Regions from separate parts of the Mus musculus genome. Here all the other regions are linked to region 1. A link is a contact called in public Hi-C data. All regions are on one chromosome and are shown on one strand. The core of a region is the stretch at or near the end of the contact, and the rest is flanking DNA. Distances in the headings are between cores, read along the strand shown. Region 1 overlaps Lpp (LIM domain containing preferred translocation partner in lipoma). Region 2 overlaps Gm31814 (a long non-coding RNA gene). Region 3 has its middle 25 kb from the start of Gm32126.

Evidence for each region. A called contact is a pair of places that touch in the nucleus more often than the background predicts.
Region 2: a Hi-C map of centroblasts shows a contact between it and region 1, with 2.6 times the contacts expected there. The contact joins two enhancer-like sites. A contact is called at or near these places in 5 of 484 Hi-C or Micro-C datasets (centroblasts, centrocytes, cerebellum and 2 more) and 1 of 115 datasets of contacts at active chromatin or transcription factors (pancreatic cancer cells).
Region 3: a contact with region 1 is called in a Hi-C map of centrocytes, with 2.7 times the contacts expected there. The contact joins two enhancer-like sites. A contact is called at or near these places in 1 of 15 datasets of contacts at CTCF or cohesin (the NIH/3T3 cell line), 3 of 484 Hi-C or Micro-C datasets (centroblasts, centrocytes and cerebellar granule neurons) and 1 of 115 datasets of contacts at active chromatin or transcription factors (bone marrow-derived macrophages).

Annotation. Positions count from the first base shown.
Region 1 is chr16:24,466,585-24,470,908 of GRCm38.p6, reverse strand. The region is part of intron 3 of Lpp (LIM domain containing preferred translocation partner in lipoma); the gene reads right to left. Among named protein-coding and RNA genes, the nearest start is that of Gm24440, 62 kb to the right of the region's middle. Within about 2 kb of position 2,293, at least 20 of the 459 cell types and tissues checked have an H3K27ac peak or open chromatin away from gene starts, as enhancers often do. A contact at or near this core is called in centroblasts, centrocytes and germinal center B cells, where this site is marked.
Region 2 is chr16:24,207,317-24,211,777 of GRCm38.p6, reverse strand. The region is part of intron 1 of Gm31814 (a long non-coding RNA gene); the gene reads left to right. Among named protein-coding and RNA genes, the nearest start is that of Gm32126, 50 kb to the right of the region's middle. Within about 2 kb of position 2,742, at least 14 of the 459 cell types and tissues checked have an H3K27ac peak or open chromatin away from gene starts, as enhancers often do. A contact at or near this core is called in centroblasts, centrocytes and germinal center B cells, where this site is marked.
Region 3 is chr16:24,132,155-24,136,485 of GRCm38.p6, reverse strand. No RefSeq gene overlaps it. Among named protein-coding and RNA genes, the nearest start is that of Gm32126, 25 kb to the left of the region's middle. Within about 2 kb of position 1,610, at least 9 of the 459 cell types and tissues checked have an H3K27ac peak or open chromatin away from gene starts, as enhancers often do. A contact at or near this core is called in centroblasts and centrocytes, where this site is marked.

The DNA of each region.
Region 1 (4,324 bases), core at 1,044-3,543:
TAAAGCACACATTAGTCTAATAAGGACAGTCCTCCACCCTGTAATTTAACGTCATCAGTCCTTGTAACTCCAGAGGACTCAGTGTTATGTCAGGAAATCTAGCAGTCCACAGTTTTCCAAGGAGCAGAGAGGTCACTGGAATAAAGATCTTTCTTTCCATGTGCCTGAAGTCAGCAGTTCAGCTGACCTCTTTTTCTTATTTTCAGAACATCTTATCCCCTGCTGTGAATCCTTGTAACTGTACAGAAAATTAATGGTTCCTAGAAAAGCAACCCAAATCTGAGATTCTAACATCCAAATTGCTTAGCAGTTCCAAGACAGTCAATAATTCTCTAAAGATCCTTCCACATAGTCTGTCCCTGTAGATGATAAGACTGGGGGGGGGGGGGAGAGCAATGAGCGTTTCCCTTTCATTGCTGGAACCCAGCTCAGGACCTCATGCATACTAGAAAAACTCTACACTAAGCAGCACCCTGAAGCCCAAGATCACTTTCCATAAAGTAGAGAGAGAAGAAGGAGGGAGAAAGGGAGAGAGGGAGAGAGGGAAAGAGAGAAGGTCATATAACCAACTATGTTACAATATGATCTCACATTAAAAATAAGTTAAAAATAAGCAGAAAATAAATTCTTTTCAAAATATAAACAAATTAACACACATGAAATGTCAGTTCTGACTTCCACACCTGACAAAGGAGAGCTTCACAGAGGCAGAGCAAGCCATGAAAGACACTTGATTCCCTCAGACATGGAACTTTGCTCTTACACAGAACCTGTCTAGAGTTCACATACACAGGAGACCATCACCAGTGTCTGGACTGTCCTCAACACCAAGGAGAAGTATCTAGATGCTGTCAGGCAGTACTGCCAGCTAGAGCTCTGTAGATTATGTACTTGGGAGTTTACAGCAGCAGTGGCCTGCACAGATATGTCATAGCAGGCCCACCTCACTCTGGACACAATCCTTTCCAGACCTAGGATTTGCTTACTTAAGGCAGCAAAATTCCCAGGACCTTCGGGGTTCTAGCAGAAAGTACATGAAAGGTTAACCCCTTCTTATACTTTCCAGATAAAGCTGTCCTTTCACTCATGTGAGCAACCTTGCTATAAAACTACTTCCAAAACAAGAAGTATCACTTTGGAATTTGCAGACAAGCCTCATAATCTAACATCCTAATATTTTATGTTTAAAAATGAAGGATCCCATATTTATCACATAAAAAGCCTACTAAATGGAAACGACTTTCATCCCTGAGCCTCTTTCATGGCGCTGTCTTTAACACAGCTGCTAACAAGGGCCATGGTCCTAAGTGTTTGTCTCCTCACTGATTATAAAAGACCAGAGAGGCCTGCCTGATAGAAGGGTCAGAGTCCATGCCAGGCTCCTTCTGCAAAAACTACTGGGAGAAGGGAGTCCCACAAAGGTTTATGCTTCCTCTCTCACATGCACACCCCACTGGCTAATGAGTAACTATTATCTGGTAGCTTAAAGTATACTTTTTTCCAAATGAAAATTCCTATCAAAAGGATGCTGCTGTTCTTATTATGGTAACTAATCTGTTAGCAGTGCATGGTGTTAGGCAAGAGGCTCGGCCACTGTGGCCATCAATCAGTGTCTCTTTTTCCAAAATAAATGGTCAAATTAAATAAAGCAGTAGACTTCATTCTGGCTCAGACACTCAGAATAAAATGAAGGTCCTAAATCTGAATGGCCTGACATCGCCTGCATGGGAGATTGCCTCCCCCTGCTCTCCTCCTACAACACACACACACACACACACACACACACACACACACATACACACATACACACACACACCTTACTCTTCTCCACTAATCAACCTTTGTATGGCAAGTGGCAGATGACTGCCACCACTTTCCTGCTCTTTATTTCTTTTCTTAAAATTCAATACAAAATGGGTTGCTTTTTTATTTTTTTTTAAAATAAGGGAAAATGAGACACATAGACACCATTTAACACAAACCCCACCTTGAGATGATACCCTCTGCAGGGTTGACTGTTCTTCATCATCCCAGGCCACGGAATCAACCATGCGCTGTCTCCTCAAACCTGCCATTTTTTCTCTCTGAGCCTGTGTTCCTAAGCATACAGTAACATACATGCTGTTCCTGACCCTAGAGCTTTGAAATTCCATAAGGAATACAAGCAAACGCAGCACACCCTCGAGTTCATGCCTCCCCTATAAACAAAAGTAGACTTTGCATGCTGCTGTGTGATCAGGACTAACAAAGCATCAACAGGAAGGAGTAAACACTCCTCATTTGTGTTGGTTTATTTATTTCCAGGCTACATCTCTACATCACCTGCCAATGGCCTGTGGAGACACTATAATGCCTTTTTAGGATAACAGGCCCAAAAGTTCACAAACTTCACAAACTAAAATGAAAAAAGTCAAAAACCACACAATAAAAATACAGAGCCTGAACATCAAGAAAAGCATTTGCGAAAATAAAATAACAGCATACCCCTGTTTAAAACTCTTTAAAGGAATAAAAAATAATAATTATAACTTTAAAAAGGTGACAGAAAACAAAAGTAAAATTGAGCCCAGAAAAGACTCATTTGCCTGAGATCCCTTTCAGCCATGTTATTGAAACTGACACCAAAGAAAATAATATCCACATTTCTATTTGCTACCCACAACTGACATGGTTGGCCGTTTGCTTTGTTTTAAATAAAATGGGGAAGCAACAAATATATTAAATCCATCTGCAAAAAAACCCCAAATTTGCATGTGGAAAACAAATAAGTGGGTGATTAGGCATGCAATTGCCCATCTGCACGGGTGAGCATCCGTGCAGGTGTGCACTGTGCAGGAGAGAACACGCCCTCTGAACCGAGAGTCCCCATCAAGGAGGGTTGCCGGAGGAGGGAAACCGCAACACCCTCTCTCGGCTCTAGATGTGTCCTGAGCCAATACAGCTACAACCCCGCCTAGGTCAATCTTTTTGTTACATCTCTGTGGATTCTTTAAATGGTTGAAGTAATCTCCCTTTGCTTCAGAGTATCCTCAAAGTCTGCTCGATGTCATCTGTTGTCACTATGGTTATTACACGTGTGACTCCTTTGCTCCAGCTGTGCCAGCATGTTCCCTCATCTACCCAGTGTCCTTCAGTCTCGGGACCTCTGCACGTGCTTACACTCATACTGAAACACTTTCCCCTGTCCCCATCCTGGTTGTCTTTGGTTTGCTGGGTGACTTCCTCTACGTCCGTGTTCACAAGTGCTCCTGTCAGCTAGAACAGGGTCATAGAACAGGTACATAGTAAGCTCTTTTAAAGTCGTTAAATTAATGAGTCACCCATGATGAGGATGTGCTACAACTGGCCTCGTATGAAATAAGGTAGAATTCAATGCGCTTCAACCCAGTGGAGAAGGAAAGACTGCAGATGTGTGCTCTGCTGGACAGACAGGAAAGTACCAAGCAGGGCACAGCAAGTCACTGACAATGCATGGGAGGAAAGGAGAGGACCTAGAAAACACAGTTCTCTGCAACTTCCTTGTAAAGAAGCAAAAAACAAAGGAAGGAAGGAAGGAAGGAAGGAAGGAAGGAAGGAAGGAAGGAAGGAAGGAAGGAAGGAAGGAAGGAAAGAAGGAAGGAAAAGAAAAAAGGAAAGGAAAGGAAAGGAAAGGACAAAGAAAAAACAACAACAACAAAAACCATTCAGTTCAAAGCAGTTCTAACCTGTCTTCAGTTAGTTATCCCCTCTTGTCTTCCCTATCACAGCACTCTGTATACCTGCCTGAGATATATCAGCATCTCCAGGTGCAGAGAGAAAATCACTCTTTTAAGGCTTTCATCCTAAAAGGGAATTTAAATGCAGATAAAGTTTATCTTCAGGAAATTTCTAGAGTAAGACAGGGACGTCTTCAAAAAACACTAAAGTTGGGTCAGGAGAGATGGATGACTCAGTGGCTTAAAGCACCAGCTACTTTTCTAGAGGACTCAGGTTCAATTCCCAGCACCGGCATGGCAGCTCAAACCCATCTGTAACTCCAGGTCTGGGGTTCTGATGCCATCTTCTGGGTTATAAGTGCACTAGGTACCCATGTGTTATGCAGACATACATGTAGCCCAAACAATAGTTTTTTAAAAGGCAGAAAGGCTAAGCATTGAAAACCAGTCTAATCTGCTCACTCCCCTATAAAGCAGCAGTGTCAGTCACTACAGAAACGCCCGCAGTGATGCAGCACTCTGAGTCCCCACCCTCACCTCGCTGTCTGTCTGTTGCTCCCTCCAAGGTCAGAGGGTCTTAGGGCTGGCCTTGTGCACTGTGTTCAGATGCTGATCTCTCTGCCCAGACA
Region 2 (4,461 bases), core at 1,493-3,992, 260 kb after region 1:
AGTCATACTTAACAGTCTGATGATTAAGTGAGCAGCAATAATAACACAAGAGTCAGACTTGGCTCCAGTGCCCTCCTGAGGCCCAAGCCTCACGCTCTAATAGAATGAGTAGGAAAGGATACATTTGCAATCCTGAAGAATTCCTGCTTTGTTGTTCTATAGCCAGATAGGACCAGTTTCATCATGGACCGAGATGCTACACACTTGTGTTCTATGGACCACCTCTTAGAATAACTAATTCTAAAATTATCCCAAAGTCAACCCTTCCTACTACACGTCTGAACTATGCTACTATCTCAAGTTTGTGAGGCTTCAGTTTTTCTTCTAAGCATTAATCTAAAAAAACAAACAAACAAACAAAAAAAAAAACACCCCAAAACCCAAAAAAAACAAACCATCTAGCTCTGGTACCTTGGGCTCTAAGGTCCACAGAAATGGAGTGTCCTAACTTGTTTCTGTCCCGTTTCTAAGCTGGTCCTGGCACAAGGACCCTACTGTGACGTGGCGGTACACTTCCAGAGTACAGTACCCTCAGATGCTCCAGGAGAGAGGCCTCATAGTTCACATCAGGACAATGCAAACTGAGCTATGCATTTACTGTAATTCTAATCAGATGATTCTATAATTGGAAGGACACCAGTGGCATTCTGTCTTTGGAGTCTTCTCCATTAAGTGACTGAACAAGGGCCAGGGGACCTTTGATTGTCCCAAATGCAGATCCTGAGTGAGACTCTGGGATGAGTGTGTCATTATGTTCCATTCTATTATAAGGTCCCGTTCCTTTTCCTATCTTGGTAAGATTATGAAGTGTTAGTAGGTAGCAATCATTCCCCATGCATTCTCACTAAAATCTTCCTAACTGTGATTCTAGCTATGTAAAACAAATAAAATCTGTGTGTGTGTGTGTGTGTGTGTGTGTTTGGAGCAAGGGGTATCTGCAGATATGTGGATAAATATTTTAGGCAAGTATTTCCAAGTCTAAACCATAGTCATGTATGGTTATGTGTCTGAAAGTAACAAAAATACTAATCGGAATGCATGAATCTCTGACAATACCTAACGTAAGAACAGATTCAAACATCATGGGCAGAAGTGCTGCAGAATTAGTTTGTGATTGAAGCATTGCAAAGTGCTGAGAGTAATGCAGAAAGAAAGCAGGCACAGACCTGAAAGGCTGGTAATTTAGAGAGAGATAAATTAGGATCATGAAAATAAAAAAACAAAAAACAAAATACAATCTGAGGCAGAAAGTTCATGGCCATGGCATAGGGAGTTAGAGGAAGAAGAGACCTCTAACTGGCAAAGCCTGGTTTGATTCTTGGTGGAGGTGAGATTTTTTTTTTTAAAGCCAGACTTCACTGGATAAAAAGACTTGGCCCAGAAAGCAAAAAGGAAGAGAAGAGATTACAGGATCACAGGCTGGTACAGGAGTAGGAAGACATGGAGCTGGTGAAGATTACTTTCAGGGGTTAGTCAAAAATGTTCTAGCACATGCCTGTGGTCCTCCTTAAAATATAGTTCTGATCTAGGGCAGTCTGGATGGGCCTGACATTCTGCACTCACAATAAACTCCCAGGTAATACTTCTACTGACCTTCTGGGGCCCTCTCCATAATAGGAACCCCTTGAAGTATCTCGATCAGAAGTGTTTCTGTTCTCACCGCCAGCCTTAAAATGTCCCTTTAAGGCAGCGGCTCTCGATCTTCCTAACACTGCGACCCTTTAATACAATTCCTCATGCTGTGGTGACAACCCACAATCATAAAGTTCTTTTTGTTGCTACTTCATAACTATAATTTTGCTACTGTGATGAGTCGTAAAATGGAATATATGATATGCAGATATCTGATATAACCCAGGACTCAAGACCCACAGGTTGAGAACCACTACTTTAAGGCGCTGTTCTGATGCTGGACACACATGATAACAGGTACAGCAAGAGAGGTTCCTCTGAGCCTTTGCTTGCTTTGCACTGTCCTCCTCTTCTTCTCATGAGCTGAAGAACCCAGATGGGAAGAGAGTGCAGTGAGGGTCCGGGAGGGTCACACACGAAGACTTTGATGCTGGAAACTAGACAATGTGCACTGCAATGTAAATGTTGCTCTAGCTTCACAAATGTTCTCTTGTCCTAAACTGTTTCCTGAAGGCAAGGGGCGAGCTGATTAGCTCCTATATGTTTGGCAGAGAGTTAAATAATGGCCCCCTAACTTGATCACTGATAAACTATTATCCTAAGATGACACTTCAGTTGCAGGTGAGGAAAAGAACTGGAATAAACATCAGGAGAGCTAACCTAAGTTCTCCAACCTTCCTGATGGCAGAGGAATATCTTTGCAACATGAGAGGTGAATCCTTTCCTTGCTATCATTCAAGTTCTGCACAAGGATCAAAGAGCTAGCAGGCATGAGGGCACTCTCTAGATCTTGACGCTAGCAGGCATCACGGCCACCCCTTCTTGGGCATGGAGACATTAGACTTTTCTCATAGTCTGGGTGTTGTTAATGGAACAAGTTAGTGACCCCAAGGAAGGAATGTAACAGCCTCAGGGTCCAGGCCTTTAGGTAGCATGGCAAGAGTTTGGTCCCTCACTCCCTTCAAATCAGGGTGCCTGTCAGACTTACCTTTGTATGTCTGACTGTGTAGCTTTCTATAGTCTCTGGGGAAATGTTATCGACAGTAGTATTGCCTTTCAGACCGTCCCCTGGGAGTAGCTTGAGGCTCTATATTCAAATGCCACATCTGTTTCCTGAATGCTTTGCTGCCCTAAAAGGTCTTTGGGGGCCATGTCCCAGAGCAGGTCTGTAGGCAGGGAGGAGTATTTACTAGGTAAGGGCAGAGGTAGAGACTGGTGGGAAGATACCATTAACTACCTTTTAGGTATAAATGTGCCATTCAAGAGGAATTAAGGAAGCAATTCCAGAGAGCCCACCCGCAAAACCAATACCTGGATCAGGAAGTGCAATTTGAGGGAAAACTCTATTGCATTTTATAGTTAACACAATTGAGTGCTCTTCAGATAACAGTGGTTTGAACCTCGGAGGTCAGGTTTAATCCCAGAAACCCTTGCATACGAAGAAACCAAAGCGCTTAGCAGTAAGGGCTTGTCCTGGTTGCTCTGGATTGATTAAGGACCCCTGGATAAACCCCCATTTCATGCTGTTGGAGGAGGGTCATCATTTTTGCCTTTCCTGGTTTCAGCTCCATGCTCTGCAAACTCAAGAAAGAGCTTTTGTCTGCTGCCTATATTCTCCTCCATCCTGAGGGGAGGGTGGGTGTGGATCCTGGGACAAGGGAATCTGCTCACCTGAGCTCCCATGTGAAGTGAAAGTCAGCCCTTCTCTAATAGCCTCTCCAGAGGAGCTTGCAGCTGTGCTCGCTCCCTGCTCTCAGACTCACCTGCCCAAAAGAGAACCAATGAACTTTTCAAGCAGTTAACCACAGGGTGATGCCTAGGCCTGTTTTCTCAGCCAGGTGCTCCAGGAGGGAAGTTGTATGAGTCACTGTCAGCCAGAAATGTAAATCTGACCCCAGGTTTCCTTTGCAGTAAAATCCAGGTCATTAATAGTAGTGACCATCTGCATAGCAGGTTACATTCGCAAAGAATTTTACATAGTCATTTGCTTATCACAACTGTTCAGAGACCTCTTATTGTTGTCCCCATTTTACAGATAAGGAAAATAGATGCCCAGAGGTATCATATTATGCCCAAGGTGACAGGAAATTTGCGTGACAGGCCCTGGACTTAGTTAAGCCTTGGGACTTGATAATTCAGGGTTTATACTATGTCTCCTATATCAGTATTTCCCTCTTGTCTCTTCATCCCCAAGGGCTGTAACAAAAGCAGGAAAAGTCAGACAGCTTGACGCATTGACTTGAACTCCATGTTTGAAGAAGGGGTAGTCACAGCCTCCATGTGGTGTGGCATTCATGATGCAGTGCCCAGAACAGGTAGGAAATGAAGGCTAGCTTGACCCTGCTTATATTCCTGCCATCTGGACTTTTCCATGCCAGCATTTCTTCATAGCCCCTTCAGTTCTTTAAGGAAACAAACACTAGCAGAGTGCATTGTAGGTCATCTCTTCCTAGCGCTTGCTTGCTCACTCGCTCTCTCTCTCTCTCTTTCTCTCTTCCCCCTCACCTCCAGTGCAATTATCATCCCAAAGTTGATGTGTTTATGTGGTCATGTCCTGTCCACGTTTGGTTCATTTCCTCCATAAGTACCCAGGACAATGTAGAGCATTGTTTTATGTTTCAAACATTTCAGGAATGATATAATACTGACTTATTCTGAAAATAACTTTTTCCCCCCTTTTAACCTTGTTTCTTTAGGCATGGCAATATTGATACCTGACTTAGCCTGAGTTCATTCACTTTAACTTCTAACCCCATAACATCTCTTTGGGCAAATACGTCACAATTACTTAAGGAATTCTGTACTGGTGAGCTTCGAGATGTCATTTCC
Region 3 (4,331 bases), core at 361-2,860, 330 kb after region 1:
CTTTAGGTAAGGTCTCACTCCATAGACCAGCCTGGTCCTTAGCTAACAGCCATCCTCTCACCTTGGTCTTCCAAAGATAAGAACTGCCAGCATGTGCCACCTCACTGGGCTAGGGAAAGGCTTCTAAGAAGAGCTTAATTGGAACATGAAGTACTGGTGGGGTCTGAATATGCAGAAGCAAGGGTTATCGAGGCTAGGGACAGTTTTAGATGGCCGGAACCTGTACACTTAAACAGCTGAGTTTGAAAGCAAGAAGAATTGTTAGTAAGGGCCAAAAACAATTTAGTGGCTGTCTCATAGGAATAGAGCTCTAGAACCATGAGTCCTAAGGCAACAACCAGAAGCAACAGGCTCTCCTAAGAACAGGGGCCAGAGGACTTTGAGAGCCTTCCCCACCCCCATTCTGACTCATTGTGGGACTGAGTTAGGTTTTAGTACTTCATTTCCCTTGGTCAAACCAAGGCCATTTGAATGCACCTGCCTGCCATCTGTCACCTTTGCCTGGCCCAGTGAAGGTGGCCATTGTGAGGGGCAGGGAGCACTTGCTAATTATACTTCTGTGGCCAAGGCGCCACGTGAAGGCTTTTGGCGGTCTCACTCAAATGAAGTGGGGGCCGGCTGACTGCTCCGCCACATGTGGAGGCCAGCTTGGCTAGTCCTCCCAGTGAACCTCTAGTTTTGTTTTGAGGTTGCAAATTACAGATGTTGGTGGCTATTCTAAAAAAAAAAAAAAAAAAAAAAAAAGGTGGAAGGGGTGCGCTGAAGAGGAGGAGGGGTGGTGAAGTGGAGTTCCACCTGAAAAAGGGCACACACGACTTGACCCCAGCCTACTGTCCCCACTGTCCTTCATTTTGTCCACCTTAATTCCTCCCTCTTCATCCAAGTAGTTGGACTTGATATACCTAGCAAGTGGTAGGTTTCTACAAGGGAATAAAATGGTAGCAAGCATCACTATGAAGTTATGTGACTAAGGACTCCTGCTTCACCAAACAGTGAGCCACCTTGTTTATCTGCGAGGGCACAGGAGTTTGGCTATGTCAACAGTGACCAATAAACCATAGATCCCCGAGATATGTTATAACATCATTGTTCCTAAGAACTACAACACAGCAGGCACAATATTATAAAAAGAAGTAGAGTTTTCACCTATTGAATTTTCTTGGTCTCCAGAACAGATGGTGGTGGTGGTGGTAGTGATAATGGTGAGATGATGATGATCATAGAGATGATGGTTAGGTGTCACAAGTCATTCTGTATACTACAAAGTACTAAGAAACTTATAAATTCATTTTCTCCCAAAACATGTCTGAGATCCAAGTCAACATTTGAGTATTTGCCAAAAGGTAACTAACACATCTAGTGAAGTGAGCCAAGTACAGATTCATTAGTTAGAACTGAGCATAGTGTGAGTTCCGAGTTTTGCATTGTGGTCTCGCCCTTACCAGCTGGGTGACCTCGGACAAACCATTTCACTCCTCGGAGCTTTAGTGTCTTCATATGTAAAACTGTGTTAATAATAACCATCTCAGAAGGTTATTGTAGGGGTTTGATGATTTCATGTAAATAAAAAGGGACACTGTAAACTCTAAAGCATTATGCAAATATTAATTACTATCTATACAAGAATGGGCTGTCTGCAAGAGTGAATGCCAGTGCTGAGAGGCAATGTGTGCTGTGCCTGAAAGAGCATTTAATTTTGAATCAGAACACAGGGCTTCTATTTTGGTCTTGCATGTCAGGTGGCAGAGGAGAGTGACTTTCAACAGGCAACACACAACCAGCAGTGCACTTGCCTGTACAAAACAACTGCCACCATCCACCTGTCACCTTGTCACCTGTGATAGGCTAAATGATGGCCTCGGAGTTGCTCAGGACCTAACCTCCAGGGCTGTGAATGCCTGCTATCTCCCTGTTCAGATAAGATTAAATCGAGAGTTGAGAGGTGGAAACTCATCCTAGATCATCTTGAAGGGACCACATAAGCACCTGGATGTTTATACGGTGGGGCGAAGGAAGAGTCGGGGTTGATGACAATGCAGAGAGCTTTGAGTGATGGACTTTAAAGACTGAGAAAGAGGTTCAAAACAAAGAGAAGCTGAAGAGACAAGGAAAAGAATCCCACATCTAGCCTCTGGAAGAAGTCCTTCCTGTCCTTCCTGGTAATGATTTGACTTAAGCCCAGACAATATGACTAAGACTTCAGCAGCTTCCAGAACCTTAAGAACATAATTTGTGTTCTTTTTAAACCACACACATTGGGTACTTCCTCGTAGCAGTAATCAGAAACTCACACAGCAGCCCCTTCTTACGGCCCTCAGTTTCAAACCCCCTGGCTCTGGTTTCCTTCTTCCTGACCCACATCCAACTAAACAGACTGAAGGGGCTAGGCACTCTACTCTCCACTTGCTCAGTCCTTTGGCAGGCTAGTATGGAGCTGATCTTGCTGGCTCTATGGGGCTCCCACATTGCTGGGATTATTAACTGAATGGATTCTTTTGTTTAGCACCTCCAGTTGCTAGAGTTCTTTGTAGTGTATTCAGGCTGAGGAAATGAGATGTTATGGCTTTGGTTGAGTTTTTGAAACTCCTGGGCTCTTTATTTTCTCATCTGTCATTTGGAGATGAACTGCTGTTTCTATGCCTACTTCACGGGGCAAAGCCTTAGTAAAAATGACAGCAAGGAAAGTTATGTGACCTTTGCGATTCTGCTTGAGTGTGAGCCAATGCTATCATCATTTTCATTGTTACCTTCATTTTAAAGTGCTTATTTTCAAGTATGTGTGCTTGTGTGTGTGTGTGTGTGTGTGTGTGTGTGTGTGTGTGTGTGTGTGTGTACGTAGGTGTCCTTGGAAGCAAAGGGCTTCAGATCTTCTGGATCTGGAGTTGTAGTTGGTTGTGAGTTACTCAACGTGAGAAATGGGAGCCAAACTTAGGTCCATTGTAAGAGCAACACAAGCTCTTAATCACTGGAGCTATTCCTCCAGCCCCACGCTCGCGCTTACGCACTCCAGCCCTGCTTGTGCACAAAGAGTCTTCAAGCTTCAACTCTTCCAACCCACATGCTGTGACAATTAGCAAACGGTCTGATGGTAAACAAGTGAAAATATTTTCTAAGGATACTTTGCAGGTGAACATTGGATTTTAGACACCTGGATTGTCCTTGAACTTGAACATTAATAAAATAGACAGCCTCAAATATACAAAGCTTATGCCATCAGTAACAAAGCAGTTGCACTTTTAATGCTGCCCATTTGAAAGCAGTAAAGTAGGGCAGTTTTCACTCATGGAACAAAAATCCAGAAATGACATGCTGATGAGCAACAAGTTTATTTGAAAAAAAAAAAAGCCTGAAAATTATCTTTTGGCCACAAGATTGCCAAGAGTGGAGAACTGTCCACACAGGCCTGCTCTTGCTTTATATATCTCATCCCCGAAAGTGGATACTTCACCAGTTTGAAATTCTTTCCTATACATTTAAACCAGAATTTACCTAAAACTCAACTCCTACCCTTAGAACAGCCCGCGCATTTTGACTACCTTGTACATTTGATCAAAGGAGTAGAGAAGGGGCTGCTAGTGGAGGGGCTCAGGGGGATTGGCAGCATAACATTTACCGATCACTTAGTTAAACATTCTTTAAGTCAACAATGGAGACAGTGGCTAGAAGGCTGGCCCAGCTGTTGGTAGTCCTTATTGCTCTTGCCAAGGACCTGAATTTGGTTCCTGGTAACCATGTCAGGTGGGTCACTACTTTATACTTACCTACTTCCTTAATTCTTTCTCTAAGAAGCCCCTCCTTTAGCTATTAATCATTGTTGTAGAGATGGGAAGCTGGTGTCAGAGACATTAGGTGTCCTGAAGGCCACCATGTGCCTTACCTGACTTTGTAGAAAACTTGTGGTTGATTTTTCTCCGCTAATGAAGGAAAATAAAAGGATGTTATTTGTCTTAGTGTCCTCTGGGTTCTAAAATTAAGCTATTAAACAATCAGTCTTGACTCTGCTCTTGGAAACTATCCCCAATGTTCTCAATGTTCTTACAAACCTAGGAAAACCCACCGGAAGAGTGGGGCCATCTTTACTTACCCACGTTTGGCACATTTGGGCTGCCTTCCCCAGTGAGGCTCCTGGCTTTCCTCAGAAGTGAGATCTGACCTGTGACTCCTTGCCTGGGTTTCTTTTATGGTGACCAACATTAGCTGAGACTCGTGAGGAGAACCTTTGCTAATACTTTCCCCAGCCTAATGCAAGAAGGGACAGAAAGTTTGCCTCTGAATCAAGATACTGGAGGTCAGGACCTTGCTTAGCTGTTCCGCACTGTGATACGTGAGCC